Regions from separate parts of the Arachis hypogaea genome. Here region 2 is linked to region 1. A link is a contact called in public Hi-C data. All regions are on one chromosome and are shown on one strand. Each heading gives the region's core, a stretch centred on a gene start, on an enhancer-like site or on the middle of the called end of the contact. The rest is flanking DNA. Distances are from core to core; before and after follow the strand shown. Region 1 holds the start of LOC112743677 (ERBB-3 BINDING PROTEIN 1). Region 2 holds the start of LOC112743680 (dnaJ protein ERDJ3A).

Region 1 (3,576 bases), core at 729-3,228:
GATACAAAAAACAATATTTGAGGATTCTCTATATTAGTTAACTTGCATATTCTCGCATAATACCTACAAAAGCAATTCAAGTATTTTTCTTTTGTGAATTCGATTTTGCTTAACCTTATCTTGCTAATGGTATCATGGCTTAGTCTCCCTCGCCGACGACTAGACCCAACAGAGCTTTCGTCGCTAATTTATCGCTGAAGCATTGGCCATTGTAGAGTGCATATAATAGGATTCTAGAGCCACGCGAAGGGGGATTTCATCTTCGACCTCCACCCAATTTCAAATGTTGCGTTTTGCAACCATAAGCCTAAAGACTAATTTATCTTGTTTGCACACGTAGATAACTGACTGCCATGTATGCTGGTCTAGGATTTATGTTAGCATTTTCCATTTGTCATTGATGGAGAAATAAGGTTAGGGAATTATTTGTTTGTCGGAATTAAACTTGAAAGAGTTTTTTTTTGTATATTTCAAAAGCTGGTGAATTAAGGTGTTCGATCTTAAAATTTCCAAAGACTGATTTGCTAATTACTCATTTAATATAATCTAGTAGCTTGAAAAAGACAAAAGAGATACGATGACCATTGAATTATTTAGAAGCTAGATTTTGTTCTTGGCATTTGTAACTTGTTTTAAATTAGTGTACAAATCTCAAAATTTTTAAGCTAACAATGTGAGAATTAGATATTGTTATTTCAATCAAGGTATATTGTTAATTACATATTTTTTATTTTTTTAAGAGATATAATCATTGATGTTATTCTTTTTATCAACTTAATTTTTTTAAAAAGTGATTTTATGACATGATGTTAGAATTTCTATAATCAGAAAATCTAAAGGTAAATTTTTATTGATACCCAAAAAAAATATTATAAGATATTTTTTAAAAAATATGTATACAAATTTTCACAAAATAAAAAATGAGATATAAATATTTATGTGCCATTGCATAAATTTATCTTTTTTATTATTGTAAAATAAAATTAGAAAATTTTTAACATTTTACCTAATTTGTTTATCTAAATATGCATAAATTTAAATTAAGCCATTATTCAACCTTTTCTTTTGACATGATTATAAATTTTGGGAATGTACTTCTGTTCATACTCTAACCTAAAATTCAAACTTGGTCCAAATTAGAGAAAGTTTAGAAGACAGTCACTGAGTAGCCGGCTTCCAAAGAGATTGAACATAATATTACAAAGTGATAAATCTCCCTTAAAAGAGTTATAACTAACCCCACTATCTCTCATTTATCTCAAGGGAGATCTCAGCAGCCCTAAATAAAGAGGACGGTTATCCATCACCAATAATAGAACCACTCCAACGGTAATTATTTGCTCATCACCTATAAATACACTAATATCTCTCAGGTATGCTTAAGACAATCAACTATAAATCTGCTTATATCTTTGCTGACTTAAGAATCGGAGTATCTTGCAGGTACTACCCCTATTTCCTCACGAAAAACTCGGATGACGGCTACCTGACATAGGTCGGACGCTGTCCCACAAGGAGTTTGGACCTCACATACAGGTCCAAATACAAACCCAATTTCAAGTAACTCACAGAACAACTTCTTTATTTTTTATTAATAATATTTTTTACTAAATTATTTTTAGTACTTGTATATTTTATAAAAAAGTAACCAAATCTCTCCATATTTAAATGGAATAAAAATTAATCAAGAAAAAATGTTTTCAACGTTGTTAATTATATACAATATAAATTATAAGAAGATATTTTCTTTTCTTTTTGTTTGTTAGAATCTTAGACAAACACAACCATAATTATTGTACAATATTATAAAACTCGACATGATATTCAAATTAATGTCTTGCAGTTGTAGCATTTTTTTCTTAGATCACTACACATTACATATATAATAATAATAATAATAATAATAATAATAATAATAATAATAATAATAATAATAATAATAATAATAATAATAATAATATAGGAGCCAATCAGCTAATGACATTTTTGGATAGATAAACCCTTACACATAAGTTTATAGTAATTTTAATGTAATGAAAATGAAAAAATCCTATATAAGCCAAAGCTGATCTGCAAAGGTGTAACCCTAGTTGCACCGAGCCACAGCCACCTCTCTGCTTTTCTAACACTTGCACACCGTTCCATTCACTTCTAAAACCCTACCTTTCGTTCTTCACTGCCACCAAACCCTTCGCTGTTAGTGATTCTCCAAAACTCTTCAATTTCACAAATTCTAGTCTCCGTCTAACTTTTTTCTTTGCAAATTTTAGTTTTTTTTCTCACTATCGAATTCGGCAAATGTATGATATCCTTTTTTCTCTGTGTTTTTTATTTGTTGGCAGAAGTGAGAACAATTGAACAAGAAAGCAACCATGTCAGATGATGAAAGGGAGGAGAAGGAGTTGGATCTCTCTTCTCCTGAAGTTGTCACCAAATACAAGACTGCGGCTGAGATCGTTAACAGTGCGTTACTCACTCTTCTATTTTTTTTTTAAATTTTTTTAAATTATTCTATATATTTCATACATGAATATGTTGAATTATTAAGATACCGTTCTCTTTTCCAATTCCTGTGTTTTTTTCTTTCTTTCCTTTTTTTTATGTTGGTAATAATGGATGCCTTGTGTTTTTGGGAGCAGAGGCTTTGAAGTTGGTGGTCTCAGAATGTAAACCGAAGGCCAAGATTGTGGACATTTGCGAAAAAGGAGATTCATACATTAGAGAGTAAGCTTATATGTTCTCTTTTATAATTCAATGGAATTAGCAATGTTCAATGTTCTGTGCCATTTCTCATATTTGTATGTAATAGCTGTGTTAGTTTCTCTTTTTGTATTATGGTTCTTAGTGTTCAACTGTTTTCCCTTTTTCTTTTAATGAAGGCAAACTGGTAATGTGTACAAGAATGTTAAGAGAAAGATTGAGAGAGGCGTTGCTTTTCCAACCTGCATATCTGTAAACAATACAGTCTGTCATTTCTCTCCTCTAGCAAGCGATGAGGCGGTGTTGGAAGGAGGTGATATATTGAAAATGTAAGAGAGAGATGTTTGGAGAATACTTTTGTTAAGAATGGTGGGAGATTGGTTTTGGCTATTAATGCTAATTTATCTTTTCCGCATTTTTTCCCAGTGATATGGCTTGTCATATAGATGGATTCATTGCTGCTGTGGCACACACACATGTGCTTCAGGATGGCCCAGTTACAGGACGGGCAGCTGATGTTATCACAGCTGCAAACACTGCTGCCGAAGTAGCCTTAAGACTTGTAAGGCCAGGAAAGAAGGTAACTAGGTGCACCTTATAGGAATCTCTAGAAATCTTAAATGATTCTTATTCTGTGCTCTATAATTCGGACTATTATGTTCATTTTTCCAGTGCACTGGCTTATGTTGAACACAAGTTGTTTACTATTCTATATTTATAATATAGATTACATAGGCAATTCAGCTTATTGAAATATGCATGAAATTAGATTATTTTTAAATCTCTCTTTCAAGGGGGTTCATTGATCTCTAAAGGATGAAAAATATCATGAGCCATGGATATACTCCAATGAAGCTTCATTGTCATAGTTACACT
Region 2 (3,576 bases), core at 652-3,151, 150 kb after region 1:
AGGGAGATTAAAACCATCAAATTAAGGGTCTAAAAGCATGTTTTCACATCTAAGCACAAATAAGGAGACAATCACAAAACCATGCTATTTCATTGAATAAATGTGGGTAAAAGGTGATAAAATCCCTTAAAATCAATACAAGATAAACCGTCAAAATGGGGTTTATCACCAGGTCGAACTGATGGGTCCAATTCAGTTTTCAAAACATTTATTTTCTCTGTTAGGCGTTACTATTCTATTGTTTATCAAAACAAAAAATCTAAATGAACGAATAAAATTGGATGACCGTATAAAATATTTTTTTTTATCAAAATTAAACTCTTTATTTAAGACATCTAATTTTACAAAGACTAAATTAATCGTGATTTTTAGAAACTAATTTAATTAGAATAAAACTCTACAACCAAGTAAAATACTTAATCGCCAATGAGTAATAACTCAAATGGCATAGTCTCCCCATACTCAATTAAGAGGTTGCGGGTTCGAGTCTCCTATTTTTGGTAAAAAAAAAAGTAAAATACTTAATCAAATTCAACCAAGTTGTTATAACCGTTTTCCACACTCTTCGTGTTCCTCCTCCTCCTCCTCCTCCCGCACTAATGTTGCTACTTCTTTTTTTTCCCATCTTTTTCTTTCATTGTCATCGTCATCACCATTATCACACCACAACCTCTATCTTCTCTTCCTCCTTCTCTTTTTTCTTTTCTCATTTGAATTTTTCCATCTCTTCTTTCTTTTTTCTCCTCTTCCTCCATCATGGTTATTATTATCATCGTCGTCTTTTTCTTATATGTATAACAGTTCAAATCCAGAATGCACTGAAATTCCTTAATGATAAGGACACACAAACAAACTCAATTCAAAACAATTTCAGACCAAAAGTGCACCTTATTTATATTCAAAATGCACCGAAATTAAATTCCGAATTCATTAAAATTAAATCCAAAATACATCGAAATTACTTAATAATAACGACATACAAACAAACTCCATTCAAAACAAGCACAGTTTACTTAATAATAACTCAAAACAATTCCTCCTCCTTCATTATCATCATCATCTTTTTTTTGTTCAACTTATCCTTCTTGTTTTACCTTCTCATGATTCTTCTTGTTTTATTCTCTTAACAAGAATAAAAATAAGAAAACATCAAACAAAGAAGAAAAAATACATAATGCTGCAATATCAGTAAAAAGAAGAGAAACCTACATTCATTCAATTAAATAAGATTCAATACAATATATACATGTTCATTCAAGTTTAATATGAGAAACAATACTCTTAAAAAAAGAAATAAGAGTAACAGAAAAAAAAAAGAATAATAAAAAAAATACAGCATTAAAAAAGACATTTTTGTATATTTATAACAAAATTTTGATACCAAAACTTAAAAATCGGTCTGATATTATTAAAAGATTTTGATATTTTTTATTCTATAAAATTCTATATAATTTAAAATTTTTCTTTTTTCTCTTTCTCTTATTCCTCTATATCTTCTGTGTCTTCTTTTTCATTTTTATTTTTTTATCTTTCTTTTTTTATTTTATATTTTTATTATTTTTTGTTTTATTATCTTAAAAAAATAAAAAAAAAATTAAATAAAAAAATAACTGCAATATCAAAAAAAAAAAAAAACGACGAAAAAACAAATAAAATATAGCAACTACAGCACCAATACAAAAAGCAAAAGAGGCGCATGAAAAGATAAGAAAGAAGGGGAAAAAAAAAAAAAGCGACATGATTTTACACATATGTACCCATTTAGACTTGCTTAGTGCTTACTGTCACGTAGCCGCGATAAGTTGCTAGTCTTGTATGAAAATATACAAGAATCCTAAAATCTGATTGGTTGATATGCGCTGGTGTCCCAATAAAATAGCCACGTGTATCTAAAACTGGCTAACTCCCTTAACCTCGAAGTATCTAGATTTTCTCCCCCGCGAACCTATTTAACCGCCAAAGCTTCTTAATCGTCCGTCATCATCACCGTTAATCGCCATTATTTTCATCTGAAATTAAAGAAAAAAGACAAACGAAAGAAAGAAAACGCAGGCTCTCACGATTCTGAATCATTGCCACACACAAGAATAGAGAGTCTCCGTCGAATATACCGATCCGGGTATGAAGACCCGTTCATCCAAATGGGTTATTTGCGTCTTGGTCACTCTCTTCTGCTTCCTCGCGTGCTTCAAAATCGAAGCCAAAGCCATCGACCCTTACAAGGTTAGCTTCGCACTCCTCTTTTTTTCTTCCCCTCAATTGAGTGTTCTCAAAAGTAGGGCTTTCGAGAATTTGATAAATTACAGGAACAAAACTGGTGCAAAAGGTGTTAATTTTGCAGGGGTTAGTCATTATTGTGGGGTTTCAACTTTCAAGTGGATAATTGGTGATGTAGTTGCATCGTTGCATGCTTGGCAATATATATACTTTTTTCTTTCTATGATCTTGCCTTTTAGTTCTAGTTGCTATTTGATACTAAATATGGGGCTAATCTAAAATCGATGAAATTTGGGGGTTGGAACTTGCAAAATTGGATTTTTTCCATGCCATAATTTGATTTTCGCTTGTAGTCTTGATCCGCATTACAAGAATTTGGATAATCTCTCTGTTTTTCTTGGTTTGACTGTAGAAAACAATGTTAAGCTAGTTCTAATGAGTGACTTTTGGATGTTTGAATTGAATATTCATTTTTTCAAGTCATTGTCTTTAGTTGCAACGAAAACCTGAATTTTTATGTATTTGTATGGTTTGAGAGTATAAACCTGCAAGGCTGCAAGAAGCAAGTTATTGTCTTCTATTTTGAATATGTACATTGATAACTATTTGTTTGGAGCTGTCTTTGAGAAAGAATCGAGATAGTTTTCCAAGCAAAAATAAAAGGTTTGATTATTAATGTTGATTGTGTTCATAAACTGAATTTTAATGTTTTTCATCAGGTTCTTGGGGTTGATAAGAATGCAAGTCAGAGGGAAATTCAGAAGGCTTTCCACAAGTATGTTCACACCTCTGATGTCGATGTTGTTCTTGATGCTTGTCATTTTCACATATGATTGATTTTCTTTGTTTATTTTGGTTCATTTTCTTTTTCCTGCTTTTCAGGCTCTCTCTTCAGTATCACCCTGACAAGAACAAAGCCAAGGGTGCACAAGAGAAGTTTGCTCAGATTAACAACGGTACACAAAGTCTCTTTCTCTCTCTCAGACACACACAGACACAGAGACACGCCGCACCTCAAAAAAGAGGCTCATACTGAAACAAAGATTTGATACCGTTGTTCATTACTTCATTATATGATAGTCTTTTATTGTTTTGCTTGCTTTCTTTGTCGAAACATTTTTTGTTTGGGATGTTAATATTCTTTTTCGTCCTTTTCAACAGCGTATGAGATTTTATCTGATGAGGAGAAAAGGAAGAATTATGACATGTATGGTGATGAGAAAGGACATCCTGGATTTGAAGCTGGCCAAGCTGGAGGTCAGGGTGGATATTCTTATTTCACGGGTGGTGGACCGGGACAAAACCAGTTCAACTTCAGACCAGGGGACTGGCAGGGTATGGGTGGGCAAGGAGGAGGAT

Evidence for each region. A called contact is a pair of places that touch in the nucleus more often than the background predicts.
Region 2: a Hi-C map of leaf shows a contact between it and region 1, with 2.0 times the contacts expected there. The contact joins the promoter of LOC112743680 here to the promoter of LOC112743677 in region 1. A contact is called at or near these places in 2 of 8 Hi-C or Micro-C datasets (leaf and an unstated tissue).

Annotation. Positions count from the first base shown.
Region 1 is chr14:110,103,930-110,107,505 of arahy.Tifrunner.gnm2.J5K5, forward strand. It overlaps LOC112743677 (ERBB-3 BINDING PROTEIN 1), which reads left to right and starts at 1,979. Exons shown (of 10, transcript XM_025792974.3): 1 at 1,979-2,196; 2 at 2,343-2,463; 3 at 2,640-2,724; 4 at 2,880-3,029; 5 at 3,127-3,280. The coding sequence starts at 2,373.
Region 2 is chr14:110,256,668-110,260,243 of arahy.Tifrunner.gnm2.J5K5, forward strand. It overlaps LOC112743680 (dnaJ protein ERDJ3A), which reads left to right and starts at 1,902. Exons shown (of 7, transcript XM_025792979.3): 1 at 1,902-2,223; 2 at 2,937-2,992; 3 at 3,100-3,173; 4 at 3,379-3,576. The coding sequence starts at 2,122.